3 separate regions of the Mus musculus genome follow, and regions 2 and 3 are each linked to region 1. Evidence: chromatin contacts called from public HiChIP or PLAC-seq data. All regions are on one chromosome and are shown on one strand. Each heading gives the region's core, a stretch centred on a gene start, on an enhancer-like site or on the middle of the called end of the contact. The rest is flanking DNA. Distances are from core to core; before and after follow the strand shown. Region 1 holds the start of Slc29a1 (solute carrier family 29 (nucleoside transporters), member 1). Region 2 overlaps Tjap1 (tight junction associated protein 1). Region 3 holds the start of Tjap1 (tight junction associated protein 1).

The links. HiChIP or PLAC-seq counts read pairs in DNA pulled down with a chosen protein or histone mark.
Region 2: a contact with region 1 is called in a FOXA1 HiChIP or PLAC-seq map of pancreatic cancer cells. The contact joins the enhancer-like site here to the promoter of Slc29a1 in region 1. A contact is called at or near these places in 7 of 39 promoter capture datasets (the HPC-7 cell line, hematopoietic stem and progenitor cells, hippocampal neurons and 3 more), 1 of 15 datasets of contacts at CTCF or cohesin (large pre-B cells), 4 of 115 datasets of contacts at active chromatin or transcription factors (astrocytes, bone marrow-derived macrophages, memory CD8 T cells and 1 more) and 1 of 9 other capture datasets (adipose tissue).
Region 3: a FOXA1 HiChIP or PLAC-seq map of pancreatic cancer cells shows a contact between it and region 1. The contact joins the promoter of Tjap1 here to the promoter of Slc29a1 in region 1. A contact is called at or near these places in 7 of 39 promoter capture datasets (the HPC-7 cell line, embryonic stem cells, hematopoietic stem and progenitor cells and 4 more), 3 of 115 datasets of contacts at active chromatin or transcription factors (astrocytes, large pre-B cells and pancreatic cancer cells) and 1 of 9 other capture datasets (adipose tissue).

What each region holds. Positions count from the first base shown.
Region 1 is chr17:45,593,650-45,596,964 of GRCm38.p6, forward strand. Slc29a1 (solute carrier family 29 (nucleoside transporters), member 1) reads right to left here and starts at 1,881. Exons shown (of 14, transcript NM_001357771.2): 1 at 1,833-1,881.
Region 2 is chr17:46,264,286-46,267,556 of GRCm38.p6, forward strand. Tjap1 (tight junction associated protein 1) reads right to left here. Exons shown (of 10, transcript NM_001252474.1): 3 at 598-693. Among named protein-coding and RNA genes, the nearest start is that of Lrrc73, 12 kb to the left of the region's middle. Within about 2 kb of position 1,751, at least 119 of the 459 cell types and tissues checked have an H3K27ac peak or open chromatin away from gene starts, as enhancers often do. A contact at or near this core is called in astrocytes, bone marrow-derived macrophages, liver and 1 more, where this site is marked.
Region 3 is chr17:46,281,652-46,284,773 of GRCm38.p6, forward strand. Tjap1 (tight junction associated protein 1) reads right to left here and starts at 1,375. Exons shown (of 10, transcript NM_001252474.1): 1 at 1,309-1,375; 2 at 695-788.

The DNA.
Region 1 (3,315 bases), core at 631-3,130:
AGCCAGGTCAGCTCTCAGGTGCAGCTAGAACTTCAGTCCCCGCCCACCCAGACAGGCGTCACAGCTGGTCACCCTGAGGCCCTATAGCCGCTTTTCTATTCTGCTGTGGGTGAAACCCAGACGGGCCAAATCCCTCAGTACTGGACAGCAAAGCCACACACCTCCAGAAGGAGGCAGAAGGCTCCTGCTGTTGGTTAAGGACTATTTGCTGAGGGTCTCTGTGGGTCCGCCAGGCATCCTCCTAGGCACTGGGGACAGAGCAGCAGCAAACAGTAGCACTGCTATTTATCTAGGACAAGAGGGTTCTGCTGCGGCTGCGGGGAGCCTGAGGACTCAGGTTTCTATTAGATAGTAGGGAAGGGACCCCATCAAAACATAGCTAATTCTCCACCGAGCACCCCACACCTCTCCCATGCACCAGCAAAAGTGAATACAGCCACAAGCCAGAGGGAGGCTAACTCTTCCATCATAAAACTGGCTTAGGCTTGGACAAGTATACACATACATATACACACACACACACACACACACACACACACACACACACACACACATCACTTCTCCCCTTGCAGAAATTCCCACCTCTCGGGTTCCACCCACATCCAAACATTCCATTTGCTGCTTAGGGGCTTTCTTTACTTTTGTCCCAGTAGAGATCTGATAGCAGTTCAGGGCCTCTGGTATCATTTCAGCCATGCCTTGACCTGCCGAGATGGAGAGGCCCTGAAAGCTATCGCCCATCTGAGGCCTTCCTGCGTCCTAAGGGTCCTCTCACATAGCTCAGTTTCTCAGCCTAGTTTCTGCTACATCGGAATCTTCTCTTGAAATCTGAGGATGCCCCTCTTCCAGCTGCCCCGTTTCTACTAAACAGTTAGGGCGATTGAGGTTTAAAGAGGCTCCATCACTTGAGAAAGCCCGCAGAGCTGGTGAATGGGGGTGACAGCATCAATACTCAATGTACCGATCATTCTAGATTCCTTCTCAAGTGGGGAAGGCAAAATTAACAAGGCTCCTCAGCTATTCGTGTAGGCTTCCAGGAAGGCAACAGTGCTCCAATTAAAGGGTTAAAACAAGTGGGAGATTCAGGCCATTCTTTCACATAACATTAGTTTCAGAGTCATGACAACTCACAACCATTCCACCACGCATATATTATTGTATGCAAAGGTCACACAAGCAGGACAAGAGGAACAGGACGGAAGGAGGGTTAATGGAGAAGAGGGGGTTGGCTCAGGCTTGGCAAGAGGACCCGAATGGGGTATAAGGTGCAGGGGTGGAGAGAGCCTTCATCCAAAGGAAGCCTGGGTGTGCGCGTCAGTCCTTTATCTTGTCACACGTTCACTCTCCGCGTAGAGTAAATGAGGACTCGCCCAGGAAAGGGAGGCCAGGAACAGGAGTTTAGTCTGTAAATGGCCAGCTAGCTCCCTTCACGTCCATTTGTATTCCCGCATTCCCCATCCTCCTGCCTCGGGGCAGAAGGCAACACAACCCCTCCCTCTAGTTCACACAGGACTGTAGCATTGAACTACCCACACGCCGATCCTCTGCGGAAGTCAACACAGCGACAGTCGCTTCCAGGCCCAGAAGCCAGGCTGTCTTGGGCCCAGCTCCGCCCTGGTCCCCACAAAAGGAGAGTCCCCCTACCCAGAGCCAGGCCCATGCGCGCCACGTGCTGGCGCTGCTCTGCACGCGCCGCGTGGGGGCCGCACCCCAAAGTCCCTGTCGCGGCCTCGGAGCTGGCAGACCGGGCCTCCTTTTCCCTCCTGGCAAGCCGGACACTCCACTCTCTACCCCGGAGTCCCCAACATGTCCCACCCAAGCCCTACGAGCACCTGCTGGAGAAGGACACCTCCGGCGACGAAATCTGCGCGCTTGGCCAGCGCTTCCCGCGCCCGCCCGAGCGCTTTCAAACCCGCCCTCTGCTGGGTCCGCCCCGGGCCCGTGGGAGCCACCTCCTCCCGGCGACAGCCCCGCCCCCAGGCTCCTCGCCGCCCCCTCAACAGTTCACCGGCTCCCAGTCAGAGACCCTACGCCTAGGGCCGCCAGGGCTGCTGGCTTCGATGGCGGAGCACGTCTTTGGACCCTTCCCAACTGTCACCCGGACACGCGAGCCTGGGAGGGGGGCACGGGCCCCCCACTGCGTACCCCTAATTTCCGCGCTGGCCCTGCGCTCCTAACTCCTACACATTCCACGGCGGGACTCTTGCACAGACAGGCCCTCTGCTCACCCAGGTCCAGACGCCCCCACAAGCCACGCTCCACCTCAGGTGTTCCGTTATCCCTCTCCGAACCCCGCCCACGCCATTATTCACACTCCACCGTTTTACTGCTAGCAACCCCCTCACACACACACACACACACACACCCTTCTAATACATCCTTTTTCCTTTCCACTCCTCCTTTTCCCTTCAAGAAGACTTTCTGGGATACCTCAGATTTGAGCGTTCTGGAACCCAGACGCTGGAGGTGTTTTGTTTTCTCTCTCCTGCCCTCAGACTCGCCGCACACCACACAAACAGCATCTCTCCCCCCCCCATCCCCATGTTGCCTTGAAGGCTCCTTTATGAAGGCATAAGAGGACAGCCCTGAGGCCTCTAAGAAAACTGAAACACAGCTGGAGACCGGAGAAAGGGGAGCCAGGAAGAAAGGCCTCACATCCTGCACATCTTTGTCCTAGCCAGCATTTCACTGTCCCATGTCCCATCCCAAGATAACCCTCGGGGCTAGAAGCCTTGCTGAGCCTCTTACCATTCATACCCCTCCCCTTCCTTCCTTCCCCCCCCCCCCCCCGCTGGGGTACAAAGGAGGAGGGACCCCCTACAGTAGCACTCCCTACTGATGTATCCCAGAAGTTGGGGAGGGTCCTGAGGCAAGAACATCCCATCCAGATTGCCTGTCTCACCCCACCTCCCTAAGGAACCTGTGCTCCAGAGAAACCATTGGAGCTAATTAACAATTACCAGTGCTAACATCGTAGGGAAAAGACGCACTCAGTCTCCCCAGAGGACGACTGAGCCCTTAGGAGGTAGCTGACTCTGTAGGACAGTGGGTTCTCTCAAGCTGCTCTGGTGGGGGCGTATACAGCCTTCCTGCTCCCACAGAGATGACACATCTCCCCACTAGCACTAAGCAAACAGAGGGCAGGAAGTCAGGCTTGGGTGGTATTTTTCTGGGCACTATCCCATGGCTTAAGAGTAGCCTCATGTCTGTCCACAACGCCAGATCCCTGCCCTGTTTGTCTGGTCTGTCTCTCCCTGCCTTTGCCTCCCTTCTTCCGTTGCCCCCCCCCACACACACACACCTCACCCCCTCTTT
Region 2 (3,271 bases), core at 501-3,000, 670 kb after region 1:
AGCCCACACTGTCCCTTGTAGGCAGAGAGCTGCACAGCATCCATCTTGCTCAAGTAGGTGAGGGTATAAGCAGCAGCAGTTCCTAGGCTGCTGTGCAGACTCCATTGGTCCACAAGGGCACTGCCACATTAGGCCGGCAGAGTGGACCTCTGGAAGCTCCAGGACTGGTCTACAGTGCACCTCAGGCCAATCCTACACACTGGAACTCTGCCTCAACAAACAAACAGAGAGACACTGCCAGTGACACACAGTTGCAATCTAAAGCACTGGGAAGGCAGATGCCAGCCTGGGCTACATAGCGAGACTGTCTAAAACAAAAACAGTGCTCAGCACTAGGCAATGTTAAGTTCAGGTTTTCCTTCCATAAATTGTGAACAAATCTTCTAAGTCTGGGGATAGCGACCCAGCCCAGGCTCCTGGATAAGGGTCTCCAAGCTTGAGAGTGCTCTCTGGACACTGCCAACAAAGGCCAAGCCCCTTTGGCCACACCTCCTTTCTGTGCTGGCTCCCACTGGAAGAGAGCACCTATATGGCTGCTCACCTACCAGCCTCCCAGAAGAGAACAAAGTATAGAATGCAGGCCTCATCGGGACATACCGTCTGTTCGCTGGCAGCTCTCTGTTCTGCTCTCCTGGAATCAGCCTTCGGCTCTCCACATCCCACGGCCCCTCTACTTCCTCTAGCCAAGAGCTCCTGAAACCAGAGAAGGGGAGAAAGTGGAAACCCGGTGTCAGCTGCCTGCCTGTCCAGTCTGGGACCTGAAGGCTCCCAGAAAACAGTAAGCAAAGAGACCACAGCACAGTGGGTCTTAGGAGCAAGCGACAGAGGTAGGAAGATCAATAGTCTGAGAGTAGCCTGCTTTATGAAGTGAAATCAACTCAAAAAGGAAACCAGCTAGCATTAACGAGTACCTGGCTTCCCCTAACAACGCCTGCGTGTTTATGTATGTACTTCGTACGCTGCCTCCGCTCAGCACATACCCTGCTCTGGAATAGGCCGGTACTGGTCTGTGTCCCATTCACTCCTAGGCTTCTCAGAGTCTACAGAGAGCTGGGAATCCTGGGGAATGCAGACTACAAATGAGACTACAAAGGGCCTGGCAAAGGAGCAAGATGACGATGGTACGGCAGACCCCCTAGCAATGACTAAATGAGCCCAGAGACCATTTCTGTGTACCACAGTGTACAATAAACTTGCCAATGAGCGAAGGCAGACCCGAGAAACAAAATCCAAACCTCAGCAGTTCAGAGCAGTGATTCTCAACCAGGGTGAGTTTACCCCCTGCTTCTCCCAGGGTTAACAGGCAAATGTCTAGAGACATTTTTAATTTTCACAATCTGCAGATGGGGAGGTACTACCGGTGAGTCAAAGTCAGAATATCGACTAAACCTACCACACACAGGGCAGCCAGCATACCGGAGGTGGCAAGGCAAAGGTCACCAGCCCTGAGGCCGAGAACCGCTAGTCTATAAACCGTAACTGTGGGGGGCTGGCAAGAAGGCTCAGTAGGTAACGATGCTTGCTGCAAAGCCTGATGACCTCCACAAGCACACTGTGCTTAAGTAAGTACCGACACACGCTCAAAAGAGAAAACATTTAACCCCGAGCCCGGGGAGCTGAGGCCCAAGGCTGCTCCAGCATCTCCAAGCGCTTGGATAACGTGCTCCCCACTGCCAAAGCCTGCTCTACACACACCACTGCCAATGGCTGGGCCAAGTGAGCTGCCAAGTCCCCTCAGCTTCCCGGGATTGAGGCGTACCTGTAATAAGCTGGGCTGCCGCATGGGGGCAGCAGCCGCCAGTGATCAGTGCAAACAGTAACCCTAGGTGGCTTTCTGAGCATTTAAAAAAAAAAAATACAAACCTCTTCCTACCCCCATCAACCCAAACAGAGCTACAGAGCTGGGGGCTGAAGGCGGTCTTGCGGGCTAAAGCATGTGTTCCTACTGTTGGGACATGCCCTGGCCATGACTCCTGTCACATTCCAGCAGGCCTGGGGCAGCAGGGTGGGGGCAGAGGAGGGCGGGGAAGCAGGAGTAGGACTCTCCTCTCTAAGGTTCCTGGCCTGGATTTGGGGGAGAGCTTGTAATAGTGAAGCACGAGCCACCAGCCTCCGCCCCGTTGACAGGAGGCAGAACGTGTCCCCACAGGGCACAAGCAGCATGCTGTCAGGCTGACTCCCTGCACAGGAATCTGGGAGGGCCAGAAAGGACACCACATTCCTGGGGTGAGAGAACAAACAACATACAACCACAGGGGCTGTCCTCCAGAGGGCCTCGCCCCAGTAGGTGCTCAACCTGGAGTAGGGATCTAACCACAGAGACTCCTGTGGCCTGAGGGAGGGGACCTAGAAAAGTCCCAGAGCACTGTAGGTTAACCAGGGCCTAACATTTGAAGGTGTGGATGTGTGGGTGTGTATGCCTGGGAAACCAGGTAGGACCAAGGCCGTTGACTAAAGAGGAGCCAGGCAAAGCTTCTAGAAACTGATGGGAGCTTCCAGGAGCTGGCCTTCTCCCCACAGGGCCAGCTCTCGATGGCACTTTTTGTTTGTCTGTTCCAGAAGGCAGAGGAACCCTTCACTTGGCAGGCTCCCTGGTGTGATTTGCCACCTTAGCCTGTTTTACTTACCTACCCAACTCCTGCCAAGGCTCGCATTCTCTTCTAGGGACCAGGGCACTTGTGACAACAGTGGACAGGCAGGGCGGACTGAGACACTTTCAGGGTAATTCTATATGTGGGCAGACATGCCTCACTGAGGTGCCATATCCTATAGCTTGCCCTGCCGTGACGGTAAGTCAGGGCTGCAACTATGAGCACATTTTTTCTTCTCTGAGGCTAGAGGCAATCAAACAGATGTCTGGGTTGGGGGATGGTGTGGGTGTGGCGAGGACACAAAGAGCAGATGAGACTCTAAGGATGGAGGTGGGGTGAAAGGTTACTTCTAGCAGTGTCACGAGGGGAGAAACATTCCTGACTAGAGAAGCAGGGGTGATCCACTGAGAACACTGAGAACCTACTGGGTTCCCCAACCCCACACCTCGAGGCAGATCTGTGCCACTCCCTGTCCCAGGTCCATAAATATCAGGGCATGTTGGGACACCTGAACCTCTGCTTCCATTTCCACAATCTACTGACTTCCCTGGATCTTGCCCGTGAGGGACCGCACTGGACAGACTATGGGCCTAGCATCACTACCCTGGACTATAGGACAGGCCTGGGAAGAACAAGGTCCATTTGGACCTGGTGGTCCCCAGCTGGGAGAGGATAACACG
Region 3 (3,122 bases), core at 125-2,624, 690 kb after region 1:
GAGTCCTAGCCCGACTTTCCCTCACCTGGGACACAGCTCCCCCAGGCCACAACCAAGGAACACCAATAACATCTTCTTACCAAAAAGGAAAAAAAAATGCCAAAGCAGACATGCACCAGGAGTGAATTCGGGAGCTGCTCATAGAAATGACCTAAACGTCGGTGAACCCCATCAGAAAGTTGATTGTGACTCCCCATCGTCTGCCACCCACCGCAGGTCTACTACTTCCAGGCAGAATGGCACATTTGACAACTTGAGGGGGAAAATGGAAGAAGACATGGTAACACAAACAGGGAGCTGCTTTGTGACAAGAATCCGCCAGAATACTTTCAGCTCACTCTGCATAGAGAGTTCCAGGCCAGGAAGAGCTACCCTGTGAGACCCTATCTCAAAAAACAATAAACAAAACAATTAAGAAAGGAAGACTATTTTTAGTGGACCGTCTACTTGCCCAGAGTTGTTTATACAGCTGAAGGCAAGCAACACTCAACTCTACACCAGCTCCCACAAGGTAGCCAGCAGTCTTACCAAACACCAACTAAAGATCACAGTCAAAACAAAAAACAAAAAAACAAAAAACAAAAACCTCTGTAGAAGAGCAAGCAAACTTCTCGGATTAACTGATTCACCAAATCCATGGATCCTCTCCCAGGGAGATTATCGCTCAAAACCCTGCCTCTGCAAACCATCTTACCCGCTCTGGGGTTGGGCTGGGGCAAGTTGCTACCTCTTCTTTCCAAGCAGGCAATGTGATTTCTTCCAGTCCCTGGGGCCCTTGGGTCTTCAAGCTGAAATGGGGGCAGACGTTGCTATAGGGGCTATGGGTAAGGCTAATCTAAGCCTGGAAGAGGGTCACACGACTGGCTTCGGTCCCCTCCTTGGGAGACCCGCCCTGCACGCTCCACATCTCACTCCTACCCCTTCCCGACTACGAGAGCCATCTCCCCTCCCACCGGCCTGGGGGAGTCAGGCCTCTGCCTCGCGCTCCAGGCTTCCTTACTCTGAGAGAAGTAACTTTTTCAATCCGTGAGCGATTGCTCCTCCAGAAGCCGAACCACACCTATTTCTGGCTACCCCCCACCCCCGCCCCATCTCCTCCCCTAGGGCTGCCACCAAATTCCAGGCTCCCTCCCCTCCGCCCCCATCGGCATTTTTTTTTCTTTCCGCCTCCAACCCTCCTCCATCCTGGCATCCTAGTTCTCCACCTCGGAGCTGTTCCCTCCCTCCATCTCTACTCCATGCTAGAGTTCCGCAAACCCCCTCAACTCTCGCCACCCAGCGCGACTACTCAAAAATCCCACAACAAACTTTCTGCCGGGGCCTCTCCTTCAGGCAGCCATCTTGCCGCGGGGCAGGCCGGGTAGGGGCCTGGACCGCGGGAATCCCCACGCACCGGGCGCCGTGCGTCATCGGAGGGGCGGGCCTGGGGGCGGGGCCTCGGGGTAAAGCGTTAGGACTCCTGGTGATGCTGGGAAAGTGGGAATCTCCTCCTTTGCAGACCTGGTAAGGGAAGAAGGAAGTCGGTGTTGGAAGTAGGACTCAACAGTGAGAAAGGGGAAAAGGCTGGTACTGTGGGAAAAAATAGAGAACAACGCTTAAAAAATACAAGATGCTTCGTATACAAAGAAAAATACCAACACACCCCTCCACGTACCCCGACTCTCATTGCCACTCCCACCCATCAGGCCTCATTGGCTGGCCTTGGAATGTGAACTCACTTTGTACCTTGAACTCACAGAGAGCCTCTGGCTTCTGACTTCAGGGTGCCACACAAGGCAAAGGAAAATGCCAGCTTTTCATCTCAACGGAAGATAACGCACGACCCAGTCTCTACCACCCTTTTCAACCGTGCTTCCCACCTCTCCCAAAAGTCTTCAGGTTCTTAAATTGTCTTGTGTTATCAGAAAATCAAGCCTTGAGATCTGCAATCCAGTTCCTCCACTCAGGAGGTCAATTTTATACTGTTTTTGGAGGGAGGGGAGAGTCAGCCCAGGCTGACTTCAAATTCATTATGTAGCCCAGGCAAGCATCGAGACGCACCTGGTATTACGGGTATTAGACGGTAGGCCCAGTTTTCAGTTGCCATTCTTAAACTGTCAACGCTTCCAAAAAGCCTTCTCTTTGAAGCTCCTTTTACTAGACGGCTCTAACTAGTTACACCGAACTTTATAACAGATATCCTGTACCATAATTATTTATGAGTTTACTTTATGTGTATGTGCCCACGTCTCTGTATGTGCATGCAGGAGCCTGTAGAGGTCAGAAAAGGGTATGGCATCACCGGGAAATGGAGTTATAGGCAGTTGTGAACCACCATGTAGGTGCTGGGAGCTGACCTTGGGTCCTCTGCAAGGGCAGCAGATGCTCTTCACGGCTGAGCACCTCTCCGGTTCCAGAGTTGTTGTTTTACTTGCTGCGTCCCTTTGCCCTAACGTCTCTTCAAGTCAAAGAGCACGTGTGGATGTCCCATAGCAGGTGCACAGCCCACAACAGTGGTTAGGCAGCAGGTTTTCCTGGGGCCTGCTAAGCATGTTGAGGCTTCCGGCTTTCTGTTTCCTGTGGCTGGAATGTTCTCCTTCTAGGGAGTCACCAACAGGTGTGTCCTTGTTCAAATGATCACGTCTGTGGTCATTCAGGATCCCAGTCACACACACACACACACACACACACACACACACCCAACTGCTTCATTTAACGTTTACTCACATGGAGACCATTATTATCTGACATCATATTAAATCTTTCTTTGTTTACTGACCATCTGTCCTACTATCATGAAAACTCCTAATTTTTTTCCTCATTCAGCACAGTGCCCTTAGTGTCTAAATTGTTTGCACCAAAGTAGGTACTCAGTAAAGATTTGTTATTCAATAAATGATCTGGAAGTGAGTGGCTGGAAGATTCTGGAATCTAGCAGTGGGAAAGAAGAGTCATGCCCCACCCCCCGCCCCAAGACACCTCTGGGCCCTGGCGGGGATGGTGGCAAGGCCAAACCCTGCAACAAAGGAGAACCTGAGAGGGGAGTCAGCTGGAAGTCTGCCTCTGTGTCCTCAGGGAGCACGGCCCTTTTGAAAAGACTCCAGGACTAGAAGAAGCCAGGTAAAGGAAACAGGGAGGACTCG